Linked DNA regions of Mus musculus: all the other regions are linked to region 1. The links are chromatin contacts, called in public HiChIP or PLAC-seq and promoter capture Hi-C maps. All regions are on one chromosome and are shown on one strand. The core of a region is the stretch at or near the end of the contact, and the rest is flanking DNA. Distances in the headings are between cores, read along the strand shown.

Region 1 (5,624 bases), core at 1,675-4,174:
AAAAGAACAAATGTGATAATGAGTGGAATTATATCACAGATGCCTCTGATAACTTCAGCATAGTAGATTGGATGTGTAGTAACTTCAGAAGATGATTCAAAGAGAGTTGACATTGTTACTTAACATCCAATTGCATGTCATGTTCCATTCAGCCCAAGTCGTGTTAATTTAGTCATCATTTGGCATGTGTGAACAGGGAACTCATTTATAAACGTGAATAGTGTGCATTCAGACATGATTAACAATGTGAGCTAGATGTAGCATGGCAGCCAGATCCCCTCCAGTGTCCAAAGACAAAGTTGAGACATTGATGCTAAGAAACAAGAAGTTGCTTCTGTGAAGGAAACAACTCAAAAAATAGCTTAGTCAATGTGAAACATGTTTTTTAGTAGATAGAAATGTGTTCATTGGACTTTCATTTTAAGCATATATTTTTGAAAATTTTACAAATGCTGGAACCACTTCTTGAAATGGACAAATAGTTATTAACATAGGAGGTTATTGCTAAAATATTATTTCAAAATGTGCACAATTTCCTACATGCTTTTGTGCATATGCACAGAGAGAGAGAGACAGAGAGACAGAGAGAGACAGAGAGAGACAGAGACAGAGAGAGACAGAGAGAGACAGAGACTGGGATACATAAATGGTGGGGGGAGGTAAGAATGGCATCTGACAAAATGACAATATGTCTGCATTACATATTGCCAACAGCAGCAAAGATTCTTTGGGAGGTATGACTGGCATTCTGAAAAGGAGCATAGTACTAATAATTAAAAGATGGCAGTTAAACCATTCAAAAGAAGTTATATATAAATAAAAGTGACTATGCTTAGGAGTTTAACTTTGTCCAGGAAGACCTATATCTAGACACTGAGGTTGTTTAAAAGTTATAGAAACAGAAAGATTTTTAAGAACTCATACATAAACAGGCTCTATAAGCTTGAAATATGTATATGCTACAGATTCAAATTAAGTCCTAGGGTAACCAACCATGTCATTTTCTTTTACTTTTCTGAATAATACAATGTGGACTTCTTCCTGCATTCTCATACATGATCTCCCAACAGCACAATTCAGAGGAGGAAAAATGGTGCCTAAGGAGATCAGGTAGTTTACCTAATGCTACATACCAAGCAAGTGACCAAACGTTCTCTTTGGTAGTTATCAGAGTTTGGGTCTCTTCTTTGAACAAATGGAAAAAAAAATTCCTGCTCCTCCTGCCTTACCGCATTTCAGGACAGAAAATAGCATCTTGTTATCTGATCAGCTGCTTGCATTTAGTAGGTAAGTGTGTGGAAATAGGTATGCATTCAGTGATGCAGGTGGTGTGGGTCAGTGTAGTACAGATCCTAACTAAGTGGTCATAAAGGTGAATCCCAACAGAGGGCAACTGAAAAGAGAAACATACCGGGAAAACTGAGGTTTTCTATGCCAAAACTAAGGATTGCCTGACAAATGTTGAATTATGATAGTCAGACTTAGGTAAAAAGTGAAAGAGCAAAAGATGCCAGTATTTCTAAGTAAACTCTGACATCCTGCTTCTAAGGTCCTGACCCTGTGCAAGGCACAAGCTCCTTACTGTTCCTCTCCATCCACCTTCCCATCTGTGACCTATCAGAGAATATGAACTCTGTCTTTGCAAAGCCCCCACAGTCAAGACAGGAGAGGGCTTTAGAGGCAAAACAATCTCCATGGGAAAAACTCCAAGTTAGAATTTCTTGGACAGAAGGGAAGCAACTCAGCATATTCAAGTCTGTTCAGTTAAGTTGATGAGTAGGTGGGGAATTCTCTAGTAAAACGGTGTTTTGTTTTGTTTTGTTGGGGCTTTGTTTTGTATTGCTCCCTTCATACAACAGACCTCTATTCTGTTTTATGTAGCAAGACTATTTATAAACTCTCTACCACCAACTCTAAATCACCAGCCACCACAGCTTGAATTTCATTAGTTAGGCTCTTTATGTCACCAGTTTAAGAGAGCTGACTGAAGAAACACTTTAACTCTACTAGACGGATATCCATGTAAATCTTCACAATGCTTTGTAAGCCAGTCCGTCAGATAGTTTTCCTATGAGAGCCACACCAGCATCTGGTTATATTGTGTATGCCCTACATCCCTGAACACATAGGTACACACACCCCTGCTTCCCCCTACCCACCCCCCGCTGGTTACACAGCTGGTGGCTGAAGAGAAACAGGCTCTGGGCTGAGACCTTACTCTGGCTATCCCGATCAGGGAGAAAGAAATCTGGGTTATTTCACTGATTCATTAGGAAAGAGCTTTCTACCCTCCCTTCTCTGGATCTTATCATGTCCTGTCTGCAAAATGAGGAGTTAGGGAGACAAAAGCCCCGTCTTCCTCATCTAACATTGCTTTAAGTTGGAAAAATAAAATTATAAAAGAAAACAAAAAGCATGAAAGGAAAAACAATGTTGGACTATGAAACAAGCAACTACAAACTGACTTCTGGGTGTTCTTTAAACGGAAGATAGTCTAAAGGTGTAGAACAGTCAGGGAACTGTGCTTTCTGGCCTGGGTGGGTTGCAGAACTCAGAAACCTTGGGTTGGCTCCAAGTTACAGTCCCTGGCCCCGCGGGGGGCCAGGCCCAAGTTTGGGAAAACAGAGTCAGGGGCTATTGTGGTCCAGACAGAAGCAGAAAGACACGACAGGCAAGCTTCCTTCCTGCCTTGCTCTTATCTGAGGGTGCAGAAGGCAGTAGGAGCATGCCTGGGGTGCAGGTGAGGCATGTCTACCCTAAGCCGGCCATCAGCTCCAGTTCCCCTCTCTTTCCAACTAAGCAGCTACCCACCCCCACTCGGTTGCACTGCAGAGCTCGGGCCCCCTCCCGCTCCTCCCTCAGCACCTCCCTGGCCCCGCCCACCCTCTCCCACCCAGCCTGGGACTGCGTCATAAGTAAGCCCAGACCTGAGCTCGCTGCTGCCTGTGGAAGACTGGGAGAGGAGACACTAAGTGCTGCTCAAGCAAGCGCGATCCTCTCCTCTTTCAACCTGCAGCCCAAGATACTGATTCGAGCCGCGCCTTACCGCGCAGCCCGAAGATTCACCATGGTGAAGATCGCCTTCAACACCCCTACGGCGGTGCAAAAGGAGGAGGCGCGGCAAGATGTAGAGGCGCTCGTCAGTCGCACTGTCCGAGCTCAAATCCTGACTGGCAAGGTAGTTCCCACTGGGCCCACCTCTGTCTTCTGGGGTTTGGGGATGGAGAGAAAAGGGGGAATATGCAGGTGCAGAGAGTAAACTGTTGGCTGCCCTGCAGCGGAGTTCCAGGCAGGCCAATCTGCATTGAGTTGAGTGGGTCACCTTTTACTCTGCTTCAACTTATTCCCTCTGCATCCATGCGATTCTATCGCTTAACACCACCTACCCCAGGGAAGTTGTTGGAAGGAGTTTGAAGAAATTCCTGCATGTCATTTGTTCTGAGAAATGGGTTATGGAATTATCCAGAGAAGCAATTATAGCTACAGGGGCCGAGCAGCCACACGGAGTGAACAAGGGCAAGAGACTTAACTGTTCTTTATTTTTGACATGGGTAAAGTTATATGAATCTCTGTCTTTGTAGGACTGCTTTTGTGGCGGTTGAATGGAGGCAAGGGGCAGCCTGAACTCCAAACTGTATGTTCTGGGGAAAGTGTGTTTCTGCACGCGCATGAGCGCGCGCGCGCGCGCGTGTGTGTCTGTGCACGCGCGCGCGCACACCACCCCCCCACACACACAATTTTAGTTAGTGTTAAGGGTTAGATAATGGAGCTATTAAAACATATATTGGTTTTAATTCTTGATAAATCACGTTTAAAAATAAAATTTGAGATCTTATTGTTTTGGTTGTTATTATTTTTTACTTTTTATTATTTTTTTAGCAATATCCCTCATATAGCCATGTGAAGCATATCCATGTTGCTATTTAAACAATTCATTTTCCAGGCACTGGAGAAGTTCTCTCTTCCTAGGTTGTTCATCTAGACAAATTTATATTTCCTTTTAATGCCAACCATGTTTGTAGTGTCGATAAACTCTTTTTCCTCAGTTAAATCTTAGTTTGAAAAAGTGATAATATTTTCTTCTACTTCTGTGGAATCTGCAGTACTGGAGCTCGATCTGCCTTAACTTGTCCTGGTGTCTTTAGAGAGTTTTCTCTTCTAGGTTCAGACTGGATATTTGAAAAGTGCTTTGAGTGACATCTGAATGCATATAGTAAAACATAATTATGCATACAATTTGGAATGCCAATGTGCGCTGCCGCAGAACTTTCATCATGGAAACTTCCGATATTTAACTGCAATCAAACTAGCTTTTGTGTATCACACATTTTAGAACTCAAAAGTAACACCCCCCTTGCATTGTTGAGGTTTTAATTAAATGACACAAGGTCAAAAATATGTAGTTGTCTTCCTACTAACTTTGTAAATGAAACACGGCCAGATTTGAGGGGAGGTCTAAGGAGATGCCAGTTGTTAAAAATAGCCACACAGTAATCCTTTTTTCCCCTCGCCACCAAAAACTTCATGACTTGTAGAAAGATTCAATTAATATGTAATACTTCTGCCAGTCCTGTGGTGTGATGGGGACTAAATAAAAACAAACCTTTCACTTGATTATATTTTTTGTTAGGTTTCAGAGAAGCGGCAATAGAATCCTGTCCTGGCCCCCTTTGTCAGTAAAACATGACACATTACTTTGCGATATATGGATTAGGTCTGATCAACAGAGAATGAACACATTGGACTGATATTGGCAAGTGATATACAGTAACTTTTAAAATACACTTCAAAAAGAAATTAGCTATGATAATCAATTCGTTCAACTACACCGAATCTCACAAAGTTAAACGAAAACAAAAGAAATCCTTGTTCCTCCTAAATAGGGACCTCTAGTGAAACCGAGACCCTCATACTTTAGCCATACTAAACAATAAACTTCCTGAATTATTGGAAAAGAGATATGAAATTACAGTTCAAATTGTTCTTCTGTCTCAATAACAAAAAATTTCATTGCTCAGAGAATTTCAAATTAAGCTATTATGTGCCTTTTAGCAAGTCATTTCATATTTCCGCACCTAAATTTAATTATACAAAATGTCTCCTGAGATCCCACAGTTCTATGACAGTAGTTTCCAATCAAAATTTAAAGTTCAGTTTCTGTAGTGTTCAGTATTATATAGACTTTTAAGGAAAATAATTAAGACATTTCAGTATGTGTAGAATCTAACTGATGAAATAAGCTTAAATAAATTTTATTAAAAATATGAATCTCAAATTTTGACCTCTAAATTAAAAAAAAATCTTTATTTTGAAAACAAAATTATCAAATGATTTTCTACCCATGCTTATTCCATATTAACAAGCATTTTTTTTTACCAAATTTAATATAAGGGCAGTTAAATATCCAAGTATTATAGCAATTTCATGAAAAACTCCAATGGAAGGCCAACGAAAATAATTGTTTAATATCAGCTTGGGTTATCAGGGCTGAGATTGCCTGACTTCACTAATTCTATCGTCGAGATGTAATGTGGCCGAGGAGTATGTTGTGACATGCAAATTTAAAATGGCACGCCTTGCAGCTCCATGCCCTATAATTAATTGCTTCCTTTTTGTTTTGGATC
Region 2 (5,624 bases), core at 1,271-3,770, 1.4 Mb after region 1:
GGTTGCTGGGACTTGAACTCAGGACCTCTGGAAGAGCAGTCAGTGTTCTTAACTGCTGAGTCATCTCTCCAGCCCCTTGTTTGTTATTTTTGTGTTTGTTTCTTGGAGACTAGATTTCATCCTGTAGTAGAGGCTAGCTTGGAATTTACTATGGAGCCACTCCTGGCCTCAATCTCCTGGCAAGCTGCCTGCTTCAGTTTCCCAAGATGATAGGTGTGAGCTGACATACCTAATAATTTAACCATTTAAAAATTTTTCTTTTTAAATTTTGAGGTAAGCTCACACCAAGTGGCTCATATGGGCCGTTAACTCACTCTAAAGTAGAGAGACAGGCATTGAACTTGTAATCCTCCTACCCCAGCTTCCCAAGTAGGAGTTAAACTGACCTATGAGGCCCAGCTTAATTTTTTCATATCCTACTTTCTCCTCTCCTTTGAAACAGGGACTCGCCATGTAACCTATGTGGGCCTCAAAGTTGGGATTTTCCCACTCTAGTCTCCCAAGTGCAGGGATTACAGGAGTATGCCACCACATGTGGCTATTGCTTTCTCTGTGTGTCTCTCTCTGTCTGTCTCTCTTCTGCTCTCTTCTCATCTGTCTTTTTGTTTATTTTGTTTTGTTTTGTCTTGTTTTGCTTTGTTTTGTTTGAGACAGGGTCTCTTGTAGCTCAAGGAGGAACTCCCTATGCAGCCTAGACTGGCATTAATCCCTGATATCCTCCTGCCTCTATCTCCTGAATACTGAGATTACAGGTATGCACCGCCAGGCTCATTTTATTTCATATCTCTTTATGTGGAGACCAATTACTTTCCTTTCTTTTTTTTTAAAGATTTATTTATTACTTATACAGCATTCTGCCTGCATTATTCCTGCAGGCCAGAAGAGGGCACCAGATCTCATTATAGAAGGCTATAAGCCACCATGTGGTGGCCAGAAATTGAACTCAGGATCTTTTGGGCCTGCTCTCAACCACTGAGCCATTTTTCCAGCCCGTCCCTCTTTTAAAGCAGTTACTTTCCTTTCAACAATCATCTCCTTAACTCTCCAAATAGTGGAATTATTATAATTCTGTGGGGTTTTTGCTTTCTAGCAGGACCTAAAAGAATAATCACATAGTATGTTCCACACATTCAAAATAAATGCACCTTGGGCTTTGGATGTAGTTGTGATAAAATGCTTGCCCAGCTTGTGTGGGGTCCTTTACTCAATCCTTTACTGTGCCCTGTGCTGCAAAATAAATAAATAAATAAATCCAAATTATAATGTGTGTGTGTGTGTGCACGCGCTTGTGTGTATACTGAGGAAATATTGAGGATTAAACCTATGTGTTTACAAATAACAGTTAAATGTCCTATCAACTGATCTATATTTCCCCAATGTCTTAGGGTTACTGTTGCCATGTTATAACACCCTGACCAAAGCAACTTCATCAGGAGTTGCAGTCATAGGAACAGTACTTAAGCCATCTTCAAGAATAGTATGTGCTTGAAAAAAAGATTGGTGTGGGGGGGTGGCAGCGTGAATGTACATGCAATGGGTGTGTGCCTGGTCTCTGTAAAGATCAGAAGAGTGCATCAGATCTCCTGGGACTACTAGGCTGTTACCCACCATGCCGGTCCCGGGAGGGTCTTCTCCCAAAAACAGTTAAATGTTCTCAACCCTTGAGACATTTCTCCAGCACCTGTCCCAGAGTATTATACTAAAGGAGCAAATTTCAACAAAACAAAACAAAACCACTTTTGATGTAAGATATTTGGATGTTTTGGGTGTTGTCAGCGCTGAGGTTTGGGCTGAGAAATTAATTTTGCTTACCAGAGGGTATAATGCAAGCTTCTGCTTTAGACCACGTAGTTCCCTTGGACTTGGCTAGAATGGAACTCTGAAGGTTCCTTGAATTGTTGAATTCCTAATCGTCCTGCCTCCACTTCCACCTCCCAAACCTGGGAGTTTGGCTGGGAGAAATCACGAGGGCTCCTTTATGTTTGAGACAATCTTACATTAATCAGGTGGCCTGGGATCCGGACAATGGAGCCAAAGATGACCTTGAACAATTGATGCTCTTGCTTTCACATTCAAAATGCGTGGATTAGAGGCTTTTGTTACTTAGGCCAGCTCAAAATCAAACAGTTCTAAAGGAAGGAACGCTTTCTAGATGATGATTCCATTTTTAAACGTACAAGCCATTTTGTGCCTCAAAAAAAAAAAAAACCAACAAAAAAAAACCTCAGCGCCATTTCAAACCTGCGCATGTGTACTAAAAGTTCGCTGAGCGCGATGTCTTTACACGTAGGAAAAGGGTGCAGCCTTTTCAGCGGACCAATAAGAAACCTCCAGATTATCCTTTTCCGATTGGCTCCCGGGAACCAATCGGAAAAGAACTTTTTTTTTTTTTTTAAAAGCGGGCGTCTGCTGAGCGTGAGGTCACGTGAGGGGTCGAGCGGCAGGGCTGAGCCGAGCCAATGGGGAGCGGCAAGGGCTCGGTTCGCCCGTTCTCACGCCCCACCCTCGGACCGTGCTGGAAGAAAGTTTCGCCCCGCCGCCAAGAGAGAAGCGTGAACATGGCCTCGCCAAGGTGGTTCTGGTCTGTGTGTGCGATCGCAGCGGTGGCACTGCTGCTCGTTTCCAAGGTTCCTTCGGCCTCTGCCCAAAGAAAGAAGGAGGTGAGGCGGCGCCTGCCAGCGGCAGGGACTTTCTCGACTTGGGGCTAGAAAGGGTCCGCTCGCCCCTTCCCAGGGATCTGTGCTGGGCGTGACTTGGAGTCCGCGGTTGGGAGGAAGTTGGCTTCACAAAAGCGGGAGCTGCAACTTCTTGTATTGTAGGGTTTCACATTCAAAAGCAGGCTGGAGTAGGTGACCACCTCGCTTCCAGCAGCTGGGGAACGTGCAGCTACAAGTAGTGACACTCCTGGAGTTTGGACCGCTTTGGGTGTTGGGCTGAGGAGCTCGTTTTGCTACCCAGAGGATATAATAATGCAAGCTTCTGCTGCCGACCATATGTAGCTCTCTCGGACATGTGTCTGTCATGTCAACCCAGGAGTGGAAAAATTAGATGAGTGAGATGATGCCAGTTTCATGCCCGTGTTCAAGCGTTCAGAATGTGTAAAACGTCTGTATTTGGTGACGGACACCAATCACGAAAGAGCAAACTAAGCCCCCCCCCCCCAATTTATGGAACAGGCAGTCTTTGAGATGTAGAAAACATACAATATTCGTATTCCTTTCTGTTTATTTTTTTGTTCTGTTTCATTTGAAGCATTCTCCCCCCTATAGCCCATTCTGGCCTTGACCTCATGACAATCCTTTGCCTTTCAAGTGCTGAGGTTACAGGTGTGAGCTGGGACGGCCCAGCTTTTTTTTTTTTTTTTTTTTTTTTTTTAGCTTGATGTTTAGCAGTCTGAACATATGGATTTTAGCCCCGTGTTTCTGAACATTTGTGACTTAGAACCATATACTCATAGAGCTTTAAAAAACTGGTGATAATTATTTATACCCTCTAATTTTATAAGGAAGAGCAGCCCTAGTTTTACACAGTTAATTACTGTATTTAAAGTAGACTAAAGCCATTAACTCTAATGCCATTTCCAGTGCATTCTTTAGTACACAAAACCTATAAGGACATTTTTGAAATACCAGTTAAACATTGCAGCTATTAAGTTATATAAATAAACTAATTTCTGTATCTATCTGAGTATTTGAATTATTTCATAAGATTAAAAACTAAGCAAAGCCTCATATGGTGGGCATGCCTGTATTCAGAACACTGTAGTGAAAGAGGTTCAGGAATTCAAGGTCATCCTTGGCCAATAAGTGAATTAGAGCTAGCCTGGGCTACACGAGACCCTATTTGAAAACAATAACACTGAAGAGCTAGCAAAGGAAAACATTATATTAGGGAAGTTGGCAAAGAGGAAAATAAAAATGTACAAATATTAAAGATATAATCCAGTGAGCAGCCTTTTGGCTGGGTGAAGAAATTGATAGAGCCTTTCTGTTTTGGAGTGTTTGCTGCATGCGTGTGTGCTCACTGCCGTCATGGAGGGCCAAAGAAGGTGTAGAATCCCCTAGAACTGTAGTTTGAGGACAGTTGTGATCTGCCAATTGAGAACTAGGAACCAATCCTGGACTTTGTGCAAAGAAGAAAAAGAAGCTCTTGGCATGAGCTTTCTGGTGCCTGCTGTGGCTTTTGGGGAGAATCCCAAGCCATTCTTTGTAGACAGCAATATGCAGAGCAATACATTGGTTTTTCTACCCTTAAAGTCCTGTTTTTAAGCCATATTTGTAAGTGTATGTATATGTATAGGAAAAATTCAAAACTCTAACAGACACATAACAGTCCCTTAAGAGCTGCTATCTCTAGGCTTTTAGTAATGTTGGTAAGGGAAATGCTTTCATATTTTGCCCTATATATTCATGTTGTCTAAATGTGTACAGTCATGACTTACTTTTTACACTTGAAACAAGTTTTTGTACATATTCCAGGCTGACCTTGAACTCCTTCGGGGTGACAGGATCACAGGGCAAAGTTTTGCTTGTCTTTTGAGTTTGTCCTCCTGCCTCATAGTCTAGAATTACAGGTGTCTGTCTGCCACACTATTCCAGGACACTTTTAAGTCTCTCTGTTTTGTTTTTTGTCATCCTTTTTAAAGCTTTGCTTTTATTTTTAAGTAATTGAAACAATATTTTCGATATATTGTTTACCTGAATGAATAGATGTGCACCATGTGTGTAGATGGTGTCTTTTGGAGGTCAGAAGAGGTCCCCTGGAATATAACCTGGTACCCTGCAAAATCAACTATTGTTCTTAACTGGCAAAACCATCTTTCGATATGCTATTTTTATTTGTGCCTGCCTGTGTGCCTGCATGTATGTGTGTGTGTGTGTGTGTGTGTGTGTGTGTGTGTGTGTACATACATATATGTCACTTGTGGAGGCCAAAGAAGGACGTTGGATTACCTGGAGCTTGAATTAATAGACGATTATAGGCTGACTGATGGGAACTGAAGGATTCTATGGAAGATCTGAGCTATCTCTCTGGTCCCTTCAGTTTTGTTCATTTGTTTGTGTGTGGATGGGGGTGGTGAGAAAGTGCCACTACACACCTGTGGAGGGCAGAAGATAAATAGCAAGCATGGGTTCTCTCCTACTATCTGGGATCCAGGGTTTAAACTCAGGTCGTAGGCTTGGTGATAAGCACTTTTGCCAGTGAGCCATCTCTTTGGTCTCATGTAATCTTTGCAAATAAAAAGTAAGGGTTCTTTGTTGTTGCTCGTTTTGAGACTGGTTCCTGAAAGTAGACCAGACCAGTCTCAAGTTCTTTGAGGAGATAAGGATGACCTTGAACTCCCAATCTCCTTGCTTGCTCCTTAACTGCTGAATTAGAGGTATGGACTCCCACACTCAACGCCAAAGGAAAGGGTTTGTAAACTAGATATTCTACCAGTGCAGTTATGTTCATAAATTTTGTATTGAACTAAAACCAGAAATTTCTTTTTGGAAAAACAGATTTCTTGGCAGGGAAGGGAAGGGAACTAGAGCATCTGTTGTTCTTGCAGAGTATCTGGGTTCATCCCCATGCCTTCTTCTGACTTTAGAGGAAACTAGGTATGTACACGGCCACGTACATAC
Region 3 (5,624 bases), core at 2,208-4,707, 1.2 Mb after region 1:
AGGCACTTAAGGCACCCTCTTTAAATATCCTGAGCAGGCCCTTGCCAGCCTTAAAGTGCAGACCACAGCAGATCCAATATCCCATTACCAGGACTGAGTTCCCCCTCTTGCAGCCTCCTAGAGAAGATAATAGACAAAAGGGTTAACTGCACAGGGTGGATAGTGCTGCTTCCTGCACCCAGAACCTTACAAGAAGGAATGAATGCCTTTGGGCTAAAATATCCAACCATCTGTGGCTTCTATCCAAGCTGTGATGACATCAGCTTACCGATGAAAACTGGATTAGTTCTCACTGACCTCTTGATTGCCTTTGACCTTCACTCTCTCCTAGACTTACAACTCGGCCTTTAGCTTCTCTCCTGAAGACTCCAAAGCAGGAACAACGTTCCTTACACAAATCACTTGTTCACTTGGGGGTGGGGAACGTGGTGTATACACACACACATATATACATATATACTGAGCATACATACATCTAAATACGTATATACTGGGAAAAACTGAGTTTCTGTGCAGTCTTTGCAATCTTTTACAACTCCATAATTACTCCAAAATAAAACTTTTTCAAAGCAGAATGGTGGTGGCTACAGCACACCCCGCAGGAGGCAGAGGCAAGAGTTCCAGGCCAACTTGGTGAGTTCCAGGACTTCAAAAACACAAAGCAAAGAAACAAAACAAAAACTTTATATAGAGAACATTAAATTAGAATATCACGTCTTTGTTGAAATCTCGAGATTCCAGGCCCTGTTCTACTAAAACTATGGGAAGGAACCATGCCCACCACTGCCTTGTGGACTGATTGCTAAAGTCTGCTAGTACGATGGTGTCTGCTCTCCGTTTTCCTCTTCCCACCAGAGCTGTTGCTTCGAAAGTCCCAAAAGAAAACCAGTGAGGTTGAGGGAAGAAAACGTACAAGAAAGAGAAGTGCCAGCAAGCAAAGGATGACTAGGGACCTATGGGTGAAAAGGAAATGACATGACAAAAATCAGCAGGAAATGTACTCACAGAGCCTTGTAAAATCAACTAGAGTGAGGCGGAACCTGTTGGTGTTTCTGGCTTATTTTAAAGTTTCTCCAAAAGGAACTGGGGTGACTCAGTGGTAGGGTGCTCAGGCACAAGGTGGCTAGTGTTAGATTCCCCAACACAATGAAAACTAATAAAAGTTACCAACAACAAATCAACTTCCCTTGCCAACTTAAAGCAAGGGACTAGTCAGAAAACAAGAGCACCCTTCTACAGGGCAGAAAGGAGGTGAGTGAACGGGCCCAGGATGCAGGAGGCCCCATTTCTGAAGCACTGCCAGCAACTACCACAAAAGGCACTGAAACAAAAAAGGTATTGAGCTCACCCAGGCATGGCTGCCTAGACTCCTCACAGAAGCCTACAAGGCAACTCCCCATGCAAGATGCATTAATCTGGAAACCAAGCAACTTCACCACTGTGGCCTAAATACCAACCAAGTACAATGTATCCATATTATACAGGACTGCAAACTCGACAGATAAAGTCTATCCCAACCTGTTCCTGAGTCAGGCTCAAGGAGCTAAAGAGACCCAAATCCTAGTCCTGCCTCTGCTACATTCTCTAGACCTCAATAACCTTCACAGCGCCCTTTTCCATCAGCCAAAGGAGGCCAGCCAGTCTTTTCCAGGCTTAAAGGTTAACCTGGGTTAAATGAAGCTTGATTTGGGGCAAAAGAGAACTGTTGCCTCCTGTCTCACCCTCAACCGGAGTTAATTCCTTTAAGATAGTTTCTCTGTAGAAAATAGCATAAAATCCCAAACTGCCATCCCACAAAAGTGACCAGCACAATGGCCCACTGTCTTGTCTTTGAGCAGCTGCATGCATCTGAAAAGGTCAGCCTCAAGCCAGTAGTGCCTGTCTCCCTCACAGGATGAATCTTTTGTCCTTAGAACAGAATGAAAAGTTAGCTAGAACCTGCCCTTTATCTATGATTAGGGTGGCTGGGATTTCTGCTCCATCCTGATTATTCTATCCCATTTGGGGTAACATTAAGTGTTTTGCATGAACATAATACAGTGGGTTGGTTCTGGATATCAGCCCAGGAAGAGAAGGCCACCTACCAATATTGGCTACGATAAAATAAGTGCCTGTACAGAAGCCAGAGAACCTCTGTTCCCTTACATGTGTTAGTATCTAAAGGATGCCCTCACTTGAACTGGCCCAAATCTTCAAAGGGACCAGGATTACTGCCAATCAGTCATCCACTTCCAAAGAAGGTCAAGCAGGCAGAGTAGTCAGTCACTGCGACCATCAATGGCCCTTAAAAATTCCCATCCTTGGGTCCTATAGTTGTTACATGAACAACCAGGCCCATCAGTTATGTATCTAACCATCATCCTTGACTCCTGGCAAAAAAAAAAAAGTATACATTATGAAAGGCAAAAAGGAGAAGACGCATACACCCTAGTAATTCTTTCAGGTAAGGGAGAAGCCAAGTTAAGTCAGTGACCTGGGACCCACATGTGCCACGTGCGTGGGAGCCTTCCTCAGTTCTGACATCCTGCTTCTCTAGCCACCTCTCGAGTGAGGTTACAGGCCTCCAACTCCCGGCGGCCACACCCTGCATGTGTCACAATCCTGATGCAAACCCCAGGGCCAGGAGTCCAACCGCAAGGTAGGGCAGCAGAGGCCTGTTATATAAGCCATACAGAGCTTCATCCAGTGGGCCTCACCCTCCCACCCACAATTCTTTGGGGAGAGGGACCTCCACTCGAGAGGACTTTGAGCAACATCTTTTGGGAAAGAAATCATTTGTACCAGGACCAATGAAACGTGGGCGGTTTCGGATTCGTCACGGATGGTCCAAGAATCTTGGGGGAAGGGAAACTAGCTAAATGACCTTTCAAGGTCCCTCAGCAGGGGCCTAGAGATTTGCAGGATAAGTACTACGTCCATTCTCGCTACAAGAGATGAAACTGCACTTCAGAAATGGGAAAAAGATTGAGTCCTGAGAATCTGAGCCCTTTATCAGTGGGATCAACTCCCTAAAGGACACATTTGGTCGCTTTTTAAGCTAGAAGCAGTTAGGACGCAGAAAAGCAAACTCAGACACAGTCTCCGCCCCAATGAGGTGAGAGGAACAGCCTTAACCTCCAAACCCAGGACCCCCAAGACCCAGCTGAAAAATAAGTGCAACTTAAGGTGATGGGAAAACCGTGCTTGCCACGGCCAGAGAGAATGTGGCCCCGAGGGCTTGAGGGCAGCAGTACGGAATTACCTCATCACGACCCGCTTCCCCTTCACGTCCAGCTTGTCCAAAGTCAGCTTGTTGGAAAGCGACATTTTGGCAACACCGTGAGGTCGAAAGGCCCGGAGATGAGGAAGAGGAGAACAGCGCGGCAGACGTGCGCTTTTGAAGCGTGCAGAATGCCGGGCCTCCGGAGGACCTTCGGGCGCCCGCCCCGCCCCTGAGCCCGCCCCTGAGCCCGCCCCCGGACCCACCCCTTCCCAGCCTCTGAGCCCAGAAAGCGAAGGAGCAAAGCTGCTATTGGCCGCTGCCCCAAAGGCCTACCCGCTTCCATTGCTCAGCGGTGCTGTCCATCTGCACGAGACTAGTGAGACGTGCTACTTCCATTTGTCACGTCCTGCACGACGCGAGCTGCGGGGCGGGGGGGAACTTCCTGACTAGGGGAGGAGTAGAAGGTGGCGCGAAGGGGCCACCAAAGAACGGAGCCGGTTGGCGCCTACCGGTGGATGTGGAATGTGTGCGAGGCCAGAGGCCACTTGTGTAGCGCCAAGTGCCCAGCGGGGCTGCTAAAGCGCATGCTCCAGACTGCCTTGGGAAAAGCGCCTCCCCTACCCGGTAGAATTCCCAGGCGCCTTTTCTAGACCTTTGCAAATGTCATCCCCTTTTGGAATCCTCTGCTTTCTCAGCTCCCAAATGGAAGTCTACATAAGGTCTTACTTAGTAATCGAAACCTCTCAGAAGTTAAAAAAGGACCAGGCCTTCCCCTCCCCCCTTTTATAATAAAAAGTACAATGTAATTGCTGTGGTTACATTATTCATAATGACGAATACATATAGCATGTGTCATGCTAACTAACAATGCTCATAAAATTCCTAAGTACGTTCTGTTATTAAAGATGAAGTAACTGATAGACAAAGATTTAGTGTCTTATCAAGACTGCAAAGCATCTAAGTGATCATTTCAATCCTGGGCCACTGTGATTTCGACTGCTTTGGGAGTGTAGCTCAGTGGTAAAATGCGGGCCAGAGGCCGTGGATCCAATCTCCAGCACTGTTTAAAAACAAAAACAAAACTTTAAATCTCTACTGACACTCATTTGGGCTAAGGACGGTGCTCAGTGGTAAAGTGCTTGCCTGACGGTCTGAGACAGGACAACTAGTTAGGAAATTGAAGGGCACATGAGAAATGGAAGCCCTTGTTCACTCTCCTGGTTTTTTCTTTCCACCTCTCTCACTGGCAGATATCCAGGAGTGACTGGCCAAAGCACCTCTGGAAGTTACTATATTATGTGAAGTAACTCAGAAAGACAATACCATGTGTTTTCTATCCTATGCAGCTTTTTATATAAGCATATACATGGAGAGGAGAGACAGGTCCAGGAAAGGGAAACAGTTTTAAGAGAACAGAGGACGGAAAAAGAACTGGGTAACAGGAGCCACGTGACATGGAAGAGACAAAGGACTGCAGGAATGCTGAGAGCCCCCATGGTTATCCAATAGCAGTAGTGCAGTCTGAAATCGGATACATACAAGCGACTTTACACAGACTGAGAAGGCTGTCCTTACATATTTAAGTACACACACACACACACACACACACACACACACACACACACACACGAAAAAAAAGCCATAAATTTTGAGGTCTGCACCTTTCCCTGCTAACTGATCTCACTGACCCTACATTTTGTCTTTCTGTTTTATTAACAAGCTAACTCTCCACTCTGAATCCTGGTGAGATTCTTTTCCACGGTGGATGGCAAGGTCTCTGGGCGCATGAAAGCATCCTACCTGCCCAGGTTCTGAAGGAGACTCCGTAGTGCCAGCAATACTGAACTGAATGCCCTAATGCCAGCTACAGATCTCTACATATAACTACCTTTTAATTTGTGTTTATCCTTGCGTGTGGGGTTTTTTGCCTGCATGTATGTCTGTGTTTAAGATAAACATTTGTTTTTGCCAATCCTTTCCAACTTTTCTTCCTTTTCAACCTTACTGGGAAACAACTCCTGGAAGTTATTTCCAAATGATTCTCTGGACTTCCTACCATTTAGTAGCATTCCATTCTGGCTCAGTTATCATTGTAATGAGTCAAACTGTCCTTAGATAAGGTAGAACTACAATATTGACTGTCAAAGGGGAAACTATGCAAACATAGAGTGTGACTCCCTAACTTAATGATTCTTCCCAGTTATTAAGCACTTGCTGTTTGCCAGGCACTGGTGAGGGCTGAATATACATGACTCACTACTCTGCATAAGAACTTTATAGCCGGGCATGGTGGCGCACGCCTTTAATCCCAGCACTTGAGAGGCAGAGGCAGGTGGATTTCTGACTTTGAGGCCAGCCTGGTCTACAGAGTGAGTTCCAGGACAGGCAGGGCTATACAGAGAAACCCTGTCTTGAAAACCAA
Region 4 (5,624 bases), core at 1,193-3,692, 1.2 Mb after region 1:
TCTCATTCAAAAAAGAAAAATAAAAGAGCTGTCTGTATTTGAAAATAAAATAACTTCAGAGCACTCACACACACACACACAGACACACACACACACACACACACACACACACACACACACGCGCGCGCGCGCGCGCGCGGCGCGCGAACACACAAAGTTACCAGAAAAAGCATCAGAGTGAAACAGGACTCTAATTTCTTTACAGTAATCTCTCTAAATCTGTTTTCTTGGGTTGTTTTGGTTTGGTTTGGTTTGGTTTTTTTGCTTTCCACAATTTCAGTTGCCTGTTGTCAACCATGATTCAAATTTATTAAATAAAAAATTCCAAGCCGGGCAGTGGTGGCGCATGCCTTCAATCCCAGCACTTGTGAGGCAGAGGCAGGTGGATTTCTGAGTTCGTGGCCAGCCTGGTCTACAAAGTGAGTTCCAGGACAGCCAGAGCTACACAGAGAAACCCTGTCTCGGAAAAAAAAAAAATCCAGAAATTAACGATTCATGAATCATAAATCGAAAGCTGATCTCAGTAGTATATTAAATTCTTGTGTCCTTCCATATTGAGTCATCCCTTCGTCCAGTGCACTCAGCTATACACGGATTTCACCCAAGAGTCAGTAACTATTTTAGTTGTCATATGAGCTGCTGCAGTGCGTGGGGGCAAATAACTGTTATTTTACCAACAAATGGTCCCAAGGCACAAGATAAGTAATTCTGGACATTTGGATACAGCAAAGTAAAATAACTTACTTTGGGAAAGACGATAGAAACAAGATACTCTCATATTTTGCATAGACAAGTTTTAAGTCAAAACTGTAGGAATTAAACGGCGCTTTTTCTTTTCTTTTTAATTGTTATATACTAGGTACAAACTACTCATTTATTAGTTTCTACTTGCTTTGAAAAGGTAATCGTTGGTTTTGAACACTGGTCAGCTGGCTTACGAGTGGGGAAAAGACGCTACGGGCGGGACAAGGAAGAGCTAGGGAGCAGGGCGAGGGGGGGCTGCGAGGGCGGGGGAGCAGGGCGCGTGGCTCAGGGCACGTGGGGCGGGGGGCTGCGAGGGGGGAGCAGGGGGCGGGGCTCGGGGTGCGTGGGGCGGGGCTTGGGAGCCGTCAGCGTGGGTTCCGCAAGAGCATCAAAGTTCAAGATGGCTGACCAGGAGTCGGATGCGTTTGACCAGATTGTCGAGGAGGAGTCGTCCTCGGATGAGGTAAACTGCCCTACCTAAACTGAAGGGTTCGCTAAGCCCCGAAATGTTAAATCTGTGAGAGGTACTCCTGGAGAATTTTAAGTAAAACAGTCTTTGTTATAACTACGAGGCCCATTCAGTTGTGAGGACGTGAAAGGGCCTCATTTGGTAGGCCTAATTCTCTAATCTTCGTAAGCGGTCGGCGGAAAGATGCTACTATCAACGCTCTAGAGCTAGGTACCAACGAGATGGGATGTAATTTTGTGAAGTTACCCTGATAGGACTTGTCGCTAATTAATGGGCCTGGTTGTGTCTGATCCAGGTGTCCTGGCAACCTTTTCGAAGGCGGAAGAGAACAGGGCTGTTGAGAAACGTAGGAACGGGATTCTCGGACTCGTTTTAAACCAGAGACTGTTAACTTCGTAATTCTAAGGGTAGGGGAAGTAGAAGCCATGGCGTGAACCTCGTGAACCTCGGGGTACTCACGCCCAGGGGCATTTGTGGAATTCAGAGGTCATCAGACTTGTCATGCCGGAAGAGCGTTTAACCGCTCGAAACCTCTCTTAGCCGGTCCCTATTCTGAAAATATATATATATATATGGGAGTGGGCAATCTGGGAGACAAAAAAGAGTCCAGTTTCCACCCTAGAGGCTGGAGCCCCTCAGACCGTGAGGACGTAGGGAAGCCGGTGCTTTTGTAGGCTAGACCAAATCCCCACGTGTGAAGAACCGGATCTACTGCAGTGGCTTTCCCCCTTCGAGATGCTTTCATGCAGTTCCTCAGCTTGTGGTGAGCCCCCAACCATAAAAGTATTTTTGTTCCTACTTTATCATTGTAATTTTCTTGCTGTTATGAGTTGTAATGTAAACAGCGTATGCGACCCCAGTGCAAGGGTGGTTCGACCCCGAAGGAGTCGCAACCCGCAGGTCGAAAACCTCTGGTCTATTGGGTAGGGTTCCCAGATTTGAAAAAGATTTCCTAATGCCCACTTAAATTTGGATGTCAGCTAAGGAGCAACTAATTTTGCAGTATCAACATGGCCTGTGTGCCGAGGTGGTGATACACATTCGTTGTTAATGTGATATTCAAATGGAACGGGCTGTCGCGTTTGCCAGAACCATGTTCACCCAGCGGCCGAGTGGAGGAAGGGCCTCTGAGGGAATTCCAGGAAACTCCGAGGACCAGTGGGCATTAAGTGGGAGTGAGGATGGTCGGAGGGGAGCTGGCGCTGCATGGCGCAGAGTCGCTGAGCATCGCTAGGGCGACTTCCTCCGCACCTCTCCACCTCCGAACCTGCATGGGCCCCGGGTAGCCAAGTCCACACAGGTGGGGGCTGGCGGCTGGGAAGCAGCCCCGGCCGGGGAGCTGCGTGCTAGGACCGCCTTCCATCCCCCACAGGGGTGGAGCCAGACCGAGGTGGAAACCGCCTGCAGCTCTATCTCCGAGGTTGAGGAGCCGCAAGAGAAAATGGAGCCGGCCAAGATGGCGCCTATCAAGAACGCTCCGAGAGATGCCTTGGTAAGCGCGCGCGGGGAGCAGGGCCCGGCGCACTCCGTAGCATTGGGACCTGTGAGACAGGCCAGCCCGAGCGCTTGCCGGGGGAGCCCGAGCGCCTGGCGGGGATCGCGCGCCGTTTGCAGCCGGTAGACGTGGCTGGGAAAGGGCAGTGGAGTCCCCCTGTCCCTGGGGCTCCGTCCTTGCTCCTGGGGAGCCCCTCCAAAGGGCTGCCGCGGGGCTTTGTCTCGCTGGCCCGAGGCCACCCCCACCCACAAGTCCGCAGCCTCCTCGCTTCACGAGGATTCCCTGACTGCGACATGGGTTCTGATGCTAGTAGCTTCCCTCGCTGACAGATCCGAAAATGACAGCCAGCTGGACCCACCCCTACCTCTGCCTGGAAAGCCGGTAAAGGCCATTCTTGTGCCTTTGCTCCCACCCTTGCTAAAAGTTTTCAGCAAGAACATATGCCTGATTTTGTGTGATCACTGATAGGCAAACACTGGGAGAGGCACAAGGAGGAACGGTTTGCTGCATATAAAAATATGCCTTCCATCCAGCCTTGATTTCTTTCACTTAACATCGCGCATTCCGTCTGGCATTTTGTCTTTCTTTGAATCCACAGGTGATGGCACAGATCCTGAAGGATATGGGAATCACAGAGTATGAGCCAAGGGTTATAAATCAAATGTTGGAATTTGCTTTCCGTAAGTTAAATAAGTGAATACACCCAAAACCTGACCTCATGAATTAGAGAAGCTCGTTTGCTATAACACTTTAAACCAAAAGCAGTTGTTACTAATCTAGAGATGAGTAAAGCACTAAAAAGGAGCGCAAGTTAAGGGGTTGTAGTATTTAGATATGGCATGTCCGCATAAGTAAAGTATGCGAATAGGACAATTAGCGATTAAAACCAAAATTCATAAAGGTTCCAGAAATTAGCGGAACCTTTAAAAACCAGGGAGCATAAATAGTAAGGTGCTTTTAGGTTAGTCTTGGTTATGCATACTGTAATCTAGCCCTTGAGAAGGAGAGGCAAGAGGATCGGAAGTTCCAAGGGATCCCTTGGCGATATAGTGAGGCCGGTATGGGCTAGTTAAGATCCTGCCTTGAAATCTCTTCATTCGTTTAAGAAAAAATTATTTTGCTCTTAAAGGATATGTGACTACAATTCTGGACGATGCAAAGATTTATTCGAGTCATGCTAAGAAACCCACTGTTGATGCCGATGACGTGAGACTGGCCATCCAGTGTCGGGCTGACCAGTCCTTTACCTCTCCTCCCCCAAGAGATGTGAGCAAACGTTTATTTGCAGTTTTTCTTACTTACACTTTAAAAGGTATATTTCTAATGAGTATTTTTCTCTATTAGTTTTTACTAGATATTGCAAGGCAGAAGAATCAAACCCCTTTGCCGCTGATTAAGCCATATGCAGGACCCAGACTGCCACCTGATAGATACTGCTTAACAGCTCCAAACTATAGGCTGAAGTCCTTAGTTAAAAAGGTAAGGTTTTCTGGACAGGTGTAGTAACTAGTGCCTATAATTCCAACAGTAGGGGTGCTAAGGCAGGAGGATTAGGGGTTCAAAGCTGTCTTAGGCTACATGAATTGCTTATGTCAAAACGGAGGACAGGGGAGTTTTAGTTAGCTTATGGGGTTTTTTTCATTAATTTATTTACTCACTTTATATCGGGATCCAAGCCCCCCTCCTCCCAGTCCCCCCTCACACAGCTTCTACTCCCCACATCCTCCCTTCCCCTCTGAGAAGAGAGAATCCCCTGGGTACCCTCCTACCCTGGCACATCAAGTCACTACAGGAGTGACTACAAGTCTCCCACTGATGCCAGACAAGGTGGCACAGCTAGGGGAAGAGAATCCACAGGCAGGCAACAGATTCAGGGACAGTCCCCACTCCAATTGTTCGGAGACTCAAATGAAGCTGTGCTGTGCTGCACATCTGCTACACATGTGAGGGGAAGGGGTCTAGCCCATCCTAGCACTTTGGCGGTTCAGTCTCTGGGGGCCTCCACGGGTCCAGGTTAGTTGACTCTGTCTGTCATATGGAGTCCCTATCCCCTTTGGATCCCTCCATCTTAGGATTTTTTTTTTTTTTTGTGTGGTTTTTTGAGACAGGGTTTCTCTATAGCCCTGGATGTCCTGGAACTCACTTTGTAGACCAGGCTGGCCTCGAACGCAGAAATCTGCCTGGCTCTGCCTCCCGAGTGCTGGGATTAAAGGCGTGAGCCACCATGCCTGGCTCATCTTAGGTTTTTTTAAAGAGTGGAAGTAATAGGTAAACTTACAGAAAGCCAAATTCCTGTAGATGGCACAGTAAAGGTTAAAATAATTCTTGGAATTTTTTTTTCAGAGCTAGAAGAATTTTATTATTTCATCTAACCCAGTGGGAATTTTTTGCATTGGAGTCAGGGACAAAGCTAGGACTGACTCCCAGATCTGGTAGCTCACAAACTTTCCACTTTGCCATAGCTTTTTGTGTGTGACATCCAATAGTGAGGTGAATGGTATGTCATTCATATCTAGACTTTTTTTCAGACATATGACCTAAGGCTCTCTGAGCACTGAAAAGAGAACTCTCTTTATTGGGCCACCCTTGTTTTCTGAAACTCTGCTATAAGACAGTTTTATTTTAGGCAGAATTAAGACACTGAGTATTTCGGCCATCAGTGGAAAGAGAGGCCCATTGGTCTTGCAAACTTTATATGCCTCAGTATAGGGGAACGCCAGGACCAAGAAGTGGGAGTGGGTGGGTAGGGGAGTGAGGTGGGAGGGTTTGGGGGACTTTTGGGATAGCATGGGAAATGTAAATGAAGAAAATACCTAATTAAAAAAAAGACACTGACTATTTAAAATCCAATATTATAATACAAGTGAGCATTTATCTACCTTAAATATACAGAACTGAGCCGGGCAGCGGTGGCGC

Evidence for each region. Promoter capture Hi-C pulls out the DNA fragments that hold promoters and counts their contacts. HiChIP or PLAC-seq counts read pairs in DNA pulled down with a chosen protein or histone mark.
Region 2: a promoter capture Hi-C map of pre-B cells shows a contact between it and region 1. The contact joins the promoter of Magt1 here to the promoter of Itm2a in region 1. A contact is called at or near these places in 2 of 39 promoter capture datasets (cranial neural crest and pre-B cells) and 1 of 9 other capture datasets (liver).
Region 3: a contact with region 1 is called in a promoter capture Hi-C map of pre-B cells. The contact joins the promoter of Pgk1 here to the promoter of Itm2a in region 1. A contact is called at or near these places in 3 of 39 promoter capture datasets (the C10 cell line, cranial neural crest and pre-B cells).
Region 4: an H3K4me3 HiChIP or PLAC-seq map of embryonic forebrain shows a contact between it and region 1, with 6 times the contacts expected there. The contact joins the promoter of Taf9b here to the promoter of Itm2a in region 1. A contact is called at or near these places in 1 of 39 promoter capture datasets (the C10 cell line), 1 of 115 datasets of contacts at active chromatin or transcription factors (embryonic forebrain) and 1 of 9 other capture datasets (embryonic stem cells).

Annotation. Positions count from the first base shown.
Region 1 is chrX:107,400,660-107,406,283 of GRCm38.p6, reverse strand. Itm2a (integral membrane protein 2A) reads left to right here and starts at 2,924. Exons shown (of 6, transcript NM_008409.2): 1 at 2,924-3,178. The coding sequence starts at 3,068.
Region 2 is chrX:106,008,698-106,014,321 of GRCm38.p6, reverse strand. Magt1 (magnesium transporter 1) reads left to right here and starts at 2,520. Exons shown (of 10, transcript NM_001190409.2): 1 at 2,520-2,660. The coding sequence starts at 2,559.
Region 3 is chrX:106,184,933-106,190,556 of GRCm38.p6, reverse strand. Pgk1 (phosphoglycerate kinase 1) reads right to left here and starts at 3,457. Exons shown (of 11, transcript NM_008828.3): 1 at 3,242-3,457. The coding sequence starts at 3,306.
Region 4 is chrX:106,216,660-106,222,283 of GRCm38.p6, reverse strand. Taf9b (TATA-box binding protein associated factor 9B) reads left to right here and starts at 2,442. Exons shown (of 7, transcript NM_001001176.2): 1 at 2,442-2,705; 2 at 3,307-3,388; 3 at 3,838-3,974; 4 at 4,053-4,187. The coding sequence starts at 2,655.